2 separate regions of the Mus musculus genome follow, and region 1 is linked to region 2. A link is a contact called in public HiChIP or PLAC-seq data. All regions are on one chromosome and are shown on one strand. Each heading gives the region's core, a stretch centred on a gene start, on an enhancer-like site or on the middle of the called end of the contact. The rest is flanking DNA. Distances are from core to core; before and after follow the strand shown. Region 1 holds the start of Tlr3 (toll-like receptor 3). Region 2 overlaps Sorbs2 (sorbin and SH3 domain containing 2).

Region 1 (6,234 bases), core at 3,339-5,838, 120 kb after region 2:
GGGCCCAGTAAGTACCACTGTCAAGGACAATCTACTTAGTGTCATTAATCACTTTCTGTTATTGACAAAGAAATCACATTAATGGCCATGGGCAGTTTTAATGCAAAGATACATATAGCTACATGCGGGTTTTCTGCTTACAAATCGAGGTCTCGCTTGATCCAGAGCCATTCTATGACAGGCTTGGGGAAATGTCATTATGTGTTTGATGACTGACTAGGAGAGTTGATGTTTCTATTGCTAGTGCCCCAGTCATTCAGGCTCCAGCCAGCAGTGTGAGGTGGGTAGACGTGAATCACTTTTTCTATTGCAACCTGGGGTCTGTGTTAAGGTATGGTCTCCCTTCTTCCCCATTACAGACCTGGGGCAGGATGTGCACAAGGCACATAAGAGGGGCTTATTGTTTTAGGACGCCCTAGAAGAGGCACTCTTAGCTCATCTATTTGTACATGGGCACCAGGTAGCTTCAGGCACCATAAAGTATTGCTGCTCATAAGAATTCATCTGGAGAGTGGAATCGTAAGCATTGGAGTAAAGAGAGGCTTCTAGGTCCAACATGTGTGTCCCCAAGGGTTAGCTTAGTCTCTTCCCAGTTACAGTTGATTTTACTTGCTGGTAGATCAATGGTTTAGTTGGTCCCTGGCCCTTTGTAGTAATGGTTTGAGGGTTCAGACACAGCCAGATATCCTAACCAATTCTCTGGCTGGGAGTGATGAACAAATAGTGAACCTTAACAAGGATATTGAGTATAGAAGGAGGATTCCTAGCCCCAGTGCTAGTGGAGACTAGGCAGTAGTAATGTTTTTGGTACTGTTAGGGCCAATCTCATGGGAAGAAGCACTGTTAGAGTTGGGTCTTTCCCCTTGGGCTGGGTAAGTCGTCTCTTTTGGTGTGGAGAGCCACAATAACAGTTATCATCTTAAGATGGTGCTGGCTCCACAGTGCCTTATGCCACCTAAACAAAGAACAAGCTATATGTGCATGTGCTAAAAGCAAAAACCCGCCAAAAGTCACCAGCCCATTTCCAGGCACCGGTCCATCTCCCAGGGCACTAGCTCAACCCCTGGGGGCTTTAGCCTATCTCCAGGGGGCATGAGTATTGTGGGTGTAGCTACCAGTCCTAGTTTAGACACATCACGCCTTAAGGGTATTTAAGCCACACACTTTCTGAGCCTTCTTTGTCTACCTCACTATGGTTTTTTGTTTTGTTTTGTTTTGTTTTTTGTTTTTTGTTTTTTTTTTTTTTTGTTTTTTTGTTTTTTTTTGGTTTTTCGAGACAGGGTTTCTCTGTATAGCCCTGGCTGTCCTGGAACTCACTTTGTAGACCAGGCTGCCTCGAACTCAGAAATCCGCCTGCCTGTGCCTCCTGAGTGCTGGGATTAAAGGCCTGCGCCACCACGCTCACTATGTTTTTGAAGTAAAGTTAACCACGGAAGAACCTGGCGTGTCCTGTGTTTATTTCCTGTGGGACGGGGATAAGCTCAGGATATTTTGGGGCCCATAGTTCTGGGGGCCCCAGAAGATAGTCTCCTTTGAATAGTAATGTATGCTCTGGGTCTCTTTTGGTAGCATAATGAGTCTTATTTCCGAGGTTCTTCCAGTGTCCCATGGAACATAGTTATCCCTATGTTATCTCCAGTCTCTCAGTCTCGTGACTATGGAATTATAGCTTCCTATTGTGAAGGAGGGGAGTTTTGGGAGGGGCCTTCCTATCTATGTATATGTAGTTTCCACCATGCTTCCCATAGACCATAGTTTCACAACCCCATTTGGCACAATAAAAATTCCCTGTTAACTGGTCCTTGACAGTGTGGGAGCTCATTTGTGGGAAATGCATAGAATTGGATTTGCCATATTTGTCTTTCAGAAGATAGGTCCCACAACCGTCCCTTCTGTGGCCTAACCAAACTCCAAAAGTGGGCTTAAAAGAACAAAGGTCTACATGGAACTGGGGTTGCGTATCCGTAGTAGACTAATTACCACCTTTTCTGTGTATGTGCTTCTTAATGTCCAAGTCCACATAGGGGCCCAATAGGGGTTATAGGTTCCCATCCCCATACTGAGAAAAAGGAAAAAGATGAATATAGTTTTGGGATGGGTTAATAATCTTGGGTCAGTCTTATTTTTAAGGGATCTGAAGTCTGAGTGACAGTCCAAATGACATTGTCTTCAGTAGTCTTTTTTAATTGAGAGAGATGGACCCAAGGAATGTTACCAACCACTCTCTCAGCAGTTGGAATGCTGAGGATAACTGGGGAGGGTCTCTTCCAGGCAGATTGAGATCCTCTATACTGGAACCAAGTTTCCTGGATGGGAGTGGTGGGTGGTTTCGGAAGTGGAAGATGGCAGGGCTCACTTCACAGTCTGGTCAGTGGCCTTGCAAGCTTCCTGCAAAGCCTGAAGAGATGAGGGATTATACATTGCCGCCTGGGGGATAGCTCTGAGTTTGGGAAGGATGGGAAAAGGTCTCCCAAATGTAACTTCAAAAGGAGCACACTGGACCCAGAGCTCTCTATAGGGGAGGCAGTTGGCCCATCTTTTGCCAGTTTCCAGGACCAATTTGGTCAGAGTATCCTAAAGAGTTCTATTTATCCTTCCTACCTGTTGAGGGCCCAGTGGCCTTTTTCACAATGTAATTTCCAATTAATGTTTAATACCTTTGTCAGATTTTGAAACACATGGAAGATGGGTCAGCAGTTAAAATGCTTGCCAAAAGCATGCTTGAGGAACACATTTGGGGTTCCCAGAACCTAGGTAAATGTCAGGTGGATGAAGGGGCTTGCCTGAGACTTCTAGGGCCTAGAAGGTGAGGATGGGATATCCAGAGCAGGCTGGTCAGCTAGGCTAGCAGCAAGGAGCTCTCAGTTCAGTTGAGAGACCCTTCCTCAATGAACAAAGTGTAGCACAATAAAGGAAAATACCCCAAATCAATTTCACGCCTTGATGAATATGTGCACATGTGTGCATATGTCCCCCACCCCCAGTATGTACACATATACATGCCAAGATATGTACACTTGAAAAAAAAGTTCTCTATTTATTTGAAGCCACTTACTAGTCAACTAACATTACAGCTAACCTAATATCTGTAAAGAATTACAAAGCATAAGATATTATAGATTATAGAGGAAGTATATTGTACTTATCTAATGCTGCATGGCCTATCACTCCATTTCTAAACAGTAAAGCAGCAGCAAGATGGTTTGCAGCTTTTCTGGGATGTTGGCAGAACTTGTTGAAGAAGGTCATTCAAGGTCATTGCTGAAGAAACTGCAGTAAGTTAAAGTAGATTGGAGGACTGTCTCCCATGCAGCCAGAGTCCATGTTAGCCATCTCCTAGGTGTTCGTGAGCATGCACATTCCCCTCCTTATATCCATTGCACAGCTAATCTAGGCTTCTGATTGCATAGCATTGGAGCCCCAGATTCCAATGAAGCCTGAGAGAGACTGGTGTTCCAAGAAGACAAGTCTTAAATACAGAGGCACTTATCAGGCTTCCCTAATGGACTCAGAACCAGACAGATATCCACTTGGTCAAAGCTACCCAAGCCAAGGGTCAGTGTGGGAGAGGACCATACAGCAGCCGATTCTCTGTCAGGAGACTAGTCCTTTAGAGGCTAGCAAGTTCTTCTGTGAGATGGTGTCAGAAGTAAAATTACAAAAATGCAGCCCAACCTGTTTTCAAGGAACCCACAGAGGTGAAATCTTGCCAAGACTATCAACGTTGTGTTGGCATCCAGGTGGATCAATGTAGAGGTCATTAATTTACTGAGGACAAAGTGCTTGCTTATGGTGTTGAGCTAAGAGTGTAGCCATGAGCCAGGTAACCACAGGAAGTAACCTCCTGGGGCCAGGGAAGAGCAATTTGCACCAGGATACAAAGTTACTTCTTGCTTTCACTTCTGTGGCCATTCACCTTTTCCACTTTCACCTCTGCCAAACAAAGGAACTATTGACTGAGAGCTCAGGCACTCCCCTCTCTTGGCTTCAAGACAAGAAGATCAGGTCAGGTGCTCTCCCATTTCTTGTATGCTTTATTACGTTTAACTTTTTTTTTAAAACTAAATAACAACCTGGCTGAATACTATGTCATTGCTCATCTGTAATGAAAAGAAAACTGACTTCATTCCCTTGCAACTCCGTTTCTTTAACCAGTTGGAGTCCTCATAGCTAATTGAGGAAGAAGGAGTTAATCCCGAGCTCTTCTCTGACCAAACAGATGCCTACTGATGCCTAATTTGTGGGTTTTGTGGAAAACTGGGCCTGCTTGAGTAAGAAAGGCTCTTTGTGACACCCAGTGCTGGACCAAACTTCTGCCTTCCTTCCTCCCTCCCTGCTCCCTTCCCCCATTGTTATTTCCCGGCCTAGTTGTTTCTGGGAGTTTCCTGCTTTTGAGGCAGGACCTCCTCCTGTGTCCGAGATGTCCTCAACATTTCCTGCTGGAAAACTGGATGGCCATTTTTACCTAAGAGATTAAGTTCGACTTTACTCATTTTGCAAAGAAGATAAAGCGAGGTAAGTGAATGGCTTTCACTTTGTTTAGACACATCCCATTTCCCCACACGGCCGGTCCCTGTTGGCCCCTCCCACTATGCGCGATTCCCGACCAGCACTCTGGGTCTCTGGGCGGCAGTCCCAACCTCAGACCATGCACTGCGCATATCACAGGTTTGCAAGGATCTGAAACCCACTGCAGAGGGCTTGGCTCTGAAGCCAGAAACTTACTGACTTCCAGAATTCTGCCCCCAGGCGGCGGCCGGTTCCTCGGCTTACACCTTCCTCCCTGAAGGTCGATTTGTGACCATTTCAATGAATCCCAGGAGGCCCTTAAAAAGAAACTAAAAAAGGGTAACAGTTTAATAACAATTTAACTGTTTCGCTGAAAATATCCTCTCTCTCTCCCTCTCCCTCTCCCCCTCCCCCCCCCCCCCTCTCTCTCTCTCTCTCTCTCTCTCTCTCTCTCTCTCTCAACTTAAGTTTCACTTTCAGGCTGAAAGGAAATGTGTGATTTAAAAAAAAAAGTCTGAATGAAAACTAAGGGGATGCAGGACCTCAGGCTGAGTAAAATCAGAATGTACTTGGCTTTTGAGGTTGACGCACCTGTTCTCTATCTGGGAAGTTAAACTGCCTGAATCACAATCGCGCACCAAAAGAAGATAGAAGATGATGCAGGTATTGGGAGAAGGGGAAAAATGCACCATAGTTCCAAATGTAAATTTAGCTACAAATTCTGATATCTTGTGATGAAATGCCAATTTTATGCAGCAACTAAAACAACAGCAGCAAGAACATACTTCCTCTATAGACTTCTCTTCTTGGAAAGATACTTTGAGAAAGCATTCAAAGTGATTTTGTAAAAGGCTTTAAAAAGTGGGTGAATGTGGCTCTGAGGGGTGTAAGGGGTAAACAAGATCAAAATACATATGTATGTGTAATGAATAGTATGAAATCATCAAAGAGCAAGTAAAAGGATTATATTAAAAGGTAGTTAAAAATACTTTTTAAAAAATTGCACCTTTTCCAAAAACAAAATAAAACAACAACAACAACAACAACAACAAAAACGCAGAAGGTTAAAAAGTCCTTTGTATTTAGTGAGCTAGAAAGGAAGACCTGGCACTCCATGACAATGTTCTTGAGAAAGGACAAATTCTCAGATGTTTCTAGGAACTGGCCAGTCACTTTCTGTTACAGAATGAAGAAGGGCAGCAGGAGAGGAGGGCAGGCTGTTCTGGAAGTTGTAGAGTAAGGCCAGAAACCAGGCTGGCAAATTATGGACTAGTTTGGGGAAAGCAGTCAACCTTCACCATATAGAAGTTGTCATAAGCTCTTCTCATGACTTTATGATGTGATTTTGTGTTGACACGTATCTAACTGTTTTGAAAGCTTTTCCTTACTATTAACTATTACCTACTAACTCGTGTTACTGATGAAAAAAGTTTTATGATCTCCTTAACACGCTGTTTAGGATTTGTCCCCCTCCCACTTTCTCTGTCTTTCTGCTTGTGCATGTGGTCACCATTCTGAATTCCCTAACATTCTAGTCACTCATGACCTTGTTTTTCATGCAGCCTGCTTCATTAGTGGATTTTTTTTGGGGGGGTGGATTTTTTTTTTTTTTTGCTTTTCACTCTCAATGAAGTTTGTTTTCAGATTGAGACTGTCTTTCAGTTATTCAGGGATACAGTTTGGAAATGCATTGGTCCTTAGTAATTCTAATTTCTATTTACAGTC
Region 2 (6,205 bases), core at 2,629-5,128:
CAACTCAGAGATCCACCTGCCTCTGCCTCCCTGAACACGACTGCAATGATTTATTTCCCTCAACCAATCCCAGTTTTTAGTGTCCACATCCTTCCAATAATATGCTATTCCATTAATAATCTACTAGTGGATTATTGCATTGATTATATCAGTACCCTCATGATCCACTCATTTTCCCCAAAGTCCTATATCTGAGCATAGCACTGAGGTCTAAGTCTTCAACAAAAACGCTTTGGTGATGTGTGCTTTGGGGTTGGGGGACACTTCTAAGTCTATGTCCTAACAAGCCTTTGTGAACTACAGTGGTCAAAGTTCTCTGGCATGCTTTATCAAACCCTTTGGATTTATTCTAACCAGTCACGCTCAGTGATGGTTAGTCCAACGCTAAGATACTTCAAAGAACCAATCTCACATGATCCAAAAAAAGAAAAAAAAAAAAATAAACCTTGACTTCATCTTCGTCTGCCTTCTATAATTGAGTCTGAAGTCGAATGCACTCAAATATTTTGTCCATATAATTTTTTCAGCCCTGTTTGAAGATGTCGAAGGAACTTTTCAAAGCACGCGCGCACACACACACACACACACACACACACACACACACACACAAATGGTTAAATATACCTTTAAAATTTTTAAAGATTAAAAACAAAAGTGAAAGGGGGGGTTGCTTTCTCTTTCAAATCTCACACAAGCCTCTGTAAAACAGAGACATAAAAGAACTGACCTGGCCACGTGGCCATGAGGAATCAGTAATGTATGCAAAGTACTTACTGCTTTTACCTGGCACCTAGGGATGCAGGATACATATTTCCTGCTGATATTACCATTGCTTGTCCATAAGAACCTACACATTATCCTGAAGCCTTAGGAAATGTAACTTTGTACTTGTTTTAGGGGATGCTTTAAATCCCTTCCATGCCGCTCCCAAGGAAAAGAACCTACACTTGTAGTTTGTATCATCTTAGTGTTTAAACACTAGCCCCTCTCTTTACACTTTACATGGGGATATTTCTAATCTTTTGAATTCTCTCTACTAATGAACTTCTCCTTTTTCCTGAACCTCCCAATTCGGAAACCACAATTCCTAAACTGTGAACTGTTAATGGATTAGCACCTTTGGTTTCCAGAACAATTAAAAAAAAATCATAGTTTCTAAATTCTAAAACTAGGCAGATATCTCTGAAAGGAACATTAACCCTTAACATGCATATGAATGTTTTGAATTTATTTTTTATTAATTAATTTATTAATATATTTTTAAAATCCCAAGCCCTATGAAATGCATGCCTCTGGGAAGTTCCCTGTAATATCATGTCTTGTAATAGGATAGATAACATCATGATTTGTGAAGTTAGAGGCATTACTGGTTAAGTGAAGACTAGCCCAGAATTGTTTACAGTGATAAAATCATCTTGACTTTACACAATATAATTATGTGAACATTCTCTATCTAACTGAATACATTATGGTTGCCCTAAGGAATGAGTAAAGGAACTTTCAATGCTATTCAATACAGGAGTCAGGGGAAGAAAAATAAGGAGTGAGGGAGAAGAGAGAGAAAAGAAAACTCTTTCCTTTTGTTTGTTTGCTTTCTTGCTTGTTTTCGAGACAGGGTTTCTCTGAGTATCCCTGGCTGTCCTGGAGCTCACTCTGTAGACCAGGCTGGCCTCGAACTCAGAAATCTGCCTGCCTCTGCCTCCCTCAGCACTAATTAAAGAGCTAAGGAGAAAGTTTCATTTTGAAAATCTTATAGTCTGTTATGGTGAGTATTTTACTGCAAAAAAATTCACTCCCCAAATTGTTGAAGACAATGAGGCCGAGTTTATTCAGAAGACAACTAAAACTCTGGTTCTGTCATAGAGATAAGAAACTACACTCAAGTCCAGTATACGTGCAAATAGAATTTTGTAGATCAGGAGCAGAGTTGGGGGGTCAGTGCGTAGAAAATGAAAGAGGAAACGTCAAGGCTAGACAGACTTCTACTGCTGCTACTTTATTTAAAAATAAAACTAAACCAAAAAGAACCTTGCAGAGGGCAGGCCAGAGTGATAAGATATAGAGGGTGGGACTTCAGGAACTTGTCAGATAGCAATGATGATTAGATATCGAGAGTGGAAGAATTTCATTCTACTGACTGTCAGAATTCTTGACTAAATATTTAAGGTCTCTCTCTGCCTTTCATCCCAGTACTTGGGAGGCAGAGGCAGGCAGATTTCTGAGTTTGAGGCCAGCCTCTCTCTACAGAGTGAGTTCCAGGACAGCCAGGGCTACACAGAGAAACCCTGTCTTAAAATATATATATATTTTTTTTTTCCAAAGTCTGAGACTCAAGTGGTACCGGGGTAAATTCAGGTCAGGGACAGCAGACAATCTTTGAATGATCAAGAGTCTATGTTTATAACAATTAAGAGAAAGTACAACAGTGAGATGACCATGTCCACCAATTCCTGAGTGTACCTCAGTTTGGAATATCCTTGAAGTGTTAGCAAACCAACTCCTAATACTTAGTAAACCAATAATTGGGAGAAAGGCATCTCAAGGTTTTAAAGAAAGGAATTGCTTAAAAGCAGCCAGAAACCAAACATAGAGGAGAAAGGGAATGAGAAGGAGTTTAAGGAACAGCAACAGATAAAGAGGAAAACGAGGGTTAACTAATGAGGACTTGGAGAAATCTCAGAGACATCTGCAGATACAGAAAGAGGTGTCATCTTAGAATGACACACACATTGCTTTCAGTGTCATCCTGACAGTTGCCAATAATTAGGAGTGGCTCATTCTACTATCTTCATTATTCTGGGTATGGAAGATGATATTGTATGCCTTGGCCAGTGGACTACTGTCTCCATTTAAAAAAACACAAGTAAAAAATTCAGATACATTCAAATATTAAGTCAGGTAAAAATAGATCTATCTCAAATGAACACATCCTGCTGAACCAAGCCAACTGTGTGGCCTTCCTTCCCCAGACAGTGTCAAGTTTTTATTGCAAAATGTGAAGAGAACAGAGTCACCTGAATGTGATGTCACTGCAAGCCTCTGAGGCCAACCTCTGTCAACAGCTCAAGTAAGGCCCAGTTCCAAACTAGATGAGGCCAACTCCATATCTGCTTATCCTGTCCTACCATGGTTTGTTCTGACAGACCATACCTTATCCTAAAAGCTAATAAAAATATTCTCTAGATTTCTGTCACCCACTAGAAATACAACTATCCATGCCACTTTGTCAATTAACCTACTATGTTCATTGTTTAGCAATTGTGGAGAAAAAAAAAACAAATAGAATTCATTGAAATCTTCTGGTTCAAAATATATCTAAAATGTCTCCATCTGCTAAAAGGTAGTTTTGTATCTCTACAACATGAATAACATGTTTGGTTCTCAGGCAGTCAAAGCAATCATGGGCACTTGGGGCTTTCAGAGAAACTAAGCTGATTCAATATCACTGGGTAGGCTAATGACCAGTTTCCTGGGAGAAGATCAGAATGGCTTACACCAGCCATGACTTCAAAGGCAGAGCAAACTGAGGAGTAATTGTATTTTCATGTGTTGATGAAAACACCATCTACCTAGTGATCTTATGTCTGCTTGAATATTACAGGATTTGCATAGTATTATTGTAGAATTATCAAGTGTGGTGTTTACCATAGCCTATTGAAGTAGGGCAGTGTTTAAATGATCTTAGGGAGTCTAACAGTTTGTATGCACATATGTGTGTTTGCTTAATAAAGAACACAAACTGAGTGACTTATACAATGGAAATGATCTCATAGCTCTGGAAGCCAGAAGGTTAGGGACAAGGCTATGGAAGGGTGGTTTCCTTCTGTGGTTATGGGGACAGATTTGTTCTCTGCCTCTCCCGGTTTGTCACACATGCTTGGCATTCTTTGGCTTGAAGCACATTACCTTATTCTCTGTCTTTGTCTTTACACGGTGTTCTTCCCATGTATGTCTATGTCAAAATTCTCTTTGTTTATAAGGACATCACTTGCCCTGGCCTAAGAGTCTACCCTATTTCACTATGACCTCATCTTACCAGCCTATTTCCAAAAACAGATCACATCCTGAGATACTGAAAGTTAGAATTTCAAAATATATCTCTGAAGGTAATGGACACAATTTAACCATTGCAGTGGTACTTTGGTGAAAACAGGTCATATAAAATTAGAATCCTTACTGAAAAGATAATAAAGCTTAGCCTCATGCACGCATTGACTTTATACTGGCTTTTGGCTCTCACTATCTCTGGATTGGTGGATTACATACTTCCCAGAGATTCTAGTTTTATTCTAAATCAAAAGTCTTTTCTTCAAAGTAGTTTCCTCTATAGAAAAACAAAACAAAACAAGACCAAAAAACCCAAAACCAATCTCTTGGAAAGATGCATCATCAACCCTTTCCAGGTAGGTTAACTGCGGTCACCCCCTCTATTCAAGTGACAGAGCTGACTTCTCTTTTAGATTTTGTATCTTTTTTCTCCTGACCTCTTTAGCTACTACATATAGCTACTATATATAGCTACTGTAGCACTCAGAACTGTCTGCCTGAGAACATATATGAAAAGCCATCTTGAGGAGTAGACCTCAGTGTAAACCCTTGTAAGCCCTTATGGACAGAAACACACACAGACACTTTTCTAGCCACTCAGGGACTCCTATTGGTAGAGGCAACCAAAATTACTCTTTAAGAATAGAGAAGATCCAATTTCCCTTAACTTAGAAAATTTACTATTTTTCTGAACTTCATGTGTGATTTCACATAGAAAAAAATATTTGAGAGAGAAATCAAAAAAGTTGTGAACATTCATCTCAGGCCAAACACTCAAACTGTGGTCCCTTTTCCCTAAAGACTGTTGATATAGTCCTCCATGTGTATCCTAGACTCCTCTATCCACAAGGCCGTTGATCTTGACTTTTCCAGACAGTTTGTAATAGAATCAAGCAACTTTTGAGTTATTTGTATTTGGCAGTGCCTATTATGTATCAAATAGTTTCTGTCTCTCTGGGTCAAAGCCAATAATTATAGATGTCAAAATAGACTGATAACTGAAACCAGTGAGGAATGTATCAGTTGCCCAGTGGGTGGTTGAATAAAACCTAAGCCAAATTAAATAATGGAGAGGCGTGTGTGTTATAAAGCCACAAGGATTTAATCCATAGCAGCTATTATTTCCACATGCTTCTGTTCTACTAAGGTCAAGTGTTTCTGCAGCAAATGCAGAATTTCCAACTTATTATTTCCTGTTTAAATACTGCTTATCTAATAATTCAGAACTACAGACTAATGTATGAAAGCTAACACCTTAAAACAGAGATTTCTTGAATTTTGTACCAGTTTGCTCTGCCCCACTATGCTTATTGACATATGGGTTCCAACATGCTCAAAATAATATCAAGCACATAAATCATTCCCATTGTGTATTAGCACTATTCTAACTGTGTGGATGATGTCAGGTCAGATCAGCAGGACAAGCCCCAACAGCGAAGGATACCACTTCATTGCTGTGTAGCCATTGTGAATACCCAAGCTGACTCCTTAGACATATAAACTTTAACTTGGGGAATTTATGAGGTCACCCCCCCCCCCCACCTTCGCCATCATCATTGAGAAACAAACCAGTTAAGAATCTAGTGAGGTAAGCAGTTTTTGAGATGTTGTATAGTACATGAGCAAAATTTATTTTGCTCTCCTAAAGGTCAAACGAAGTTATAACTGGAAATCAAAACAAATCACCATTGGAGAACATGAAAGGTAAGCTTGTATAGTTTTTGATTGGAAGCATTCCCTGTTACAGGATGGCTATGAAGTGACCCTTGTAGGGTTCAGGTGTAGAGGGCTTGGGCTTCAGCAAACAGATCTAATCATTGGGGCATGCTTGAAACACGAAGATGTGATTATAATTAATCACAGTGATAGGTTAACCTATCAATAGAGTCTTGAATTGGTGGCATTATGGGTAACTGATAGAAAATTTGAGAGGTAAGGGCTTTGTTCAAAAAGGTTGGCAACTAGGGATTCACCACTGGGAGCCATAACATTTAGCTTCTCTCCCCCTCTCAGCATCATGGCTGACATGATGAAGTTAGTAACCTCAATCATATGCTTCTACTGTTATGATATATCAACTGACCCCAAGTCCAAAGCAATGGAACCAGCAGGCCATGAACTCAGACTTCAGTGATCACCTCCAGGAATAGAGTTTCTC

The links. HiChIP or PLAC-seq counts read pairs in DNA pulled down with a chosen protein or histone mark.
Region 1: a contact with region 2 is called in an HNF4G HiChIP or PLAC-seq map of pancreatic cancer cells. The contact joins the promoter of Tlr3 here to the enhancer-like site in region 2. A contact is called at or near these places in 9 of 39 promoter capture datasets (the 3T3-L1 cell line, cranial neural crest, embryonic stem cells and 6 more), 1 of 115 datasets of contacts at active chromatin or transcription factors (pancreatic cancer cells) and 1 of 9 other capture datasets (adipose tissue).

What each region holds. Positions count from the first base shown.
Region 1 is chr8:45,408,734-45,414,967 of GRCm38.p6, reverse strand. It overlaps Tlr3 (toll-like receptor 3), which reads left to right and starts at 4,588. Exons shown (of 7, transcript NM_001357316.1): 1 at 4,588-4,668; 2 at 4,990-5,172; 3 at 6,233-6,234.
Region 2 is chr8:45,526,719-45,532,923 of GRCm38.p6, reverse strand. The region is part of intron 1 of Sorbs2 (sorbin and SH3 domain containing 2); the gene reads right to left. Among named protein-coding and RNA genes, the nearest start is that of Sorbs2, 22 kb to the right of the region's middle. Within about 2 kb of position 3,878, at least 31 of the 459 cell types and tissues checked have an H3K27ac peak or open chromatin away from gene starts, as enhancers often do. A contact at or near this core is called in pancreatic cancer cells, where this site is marked.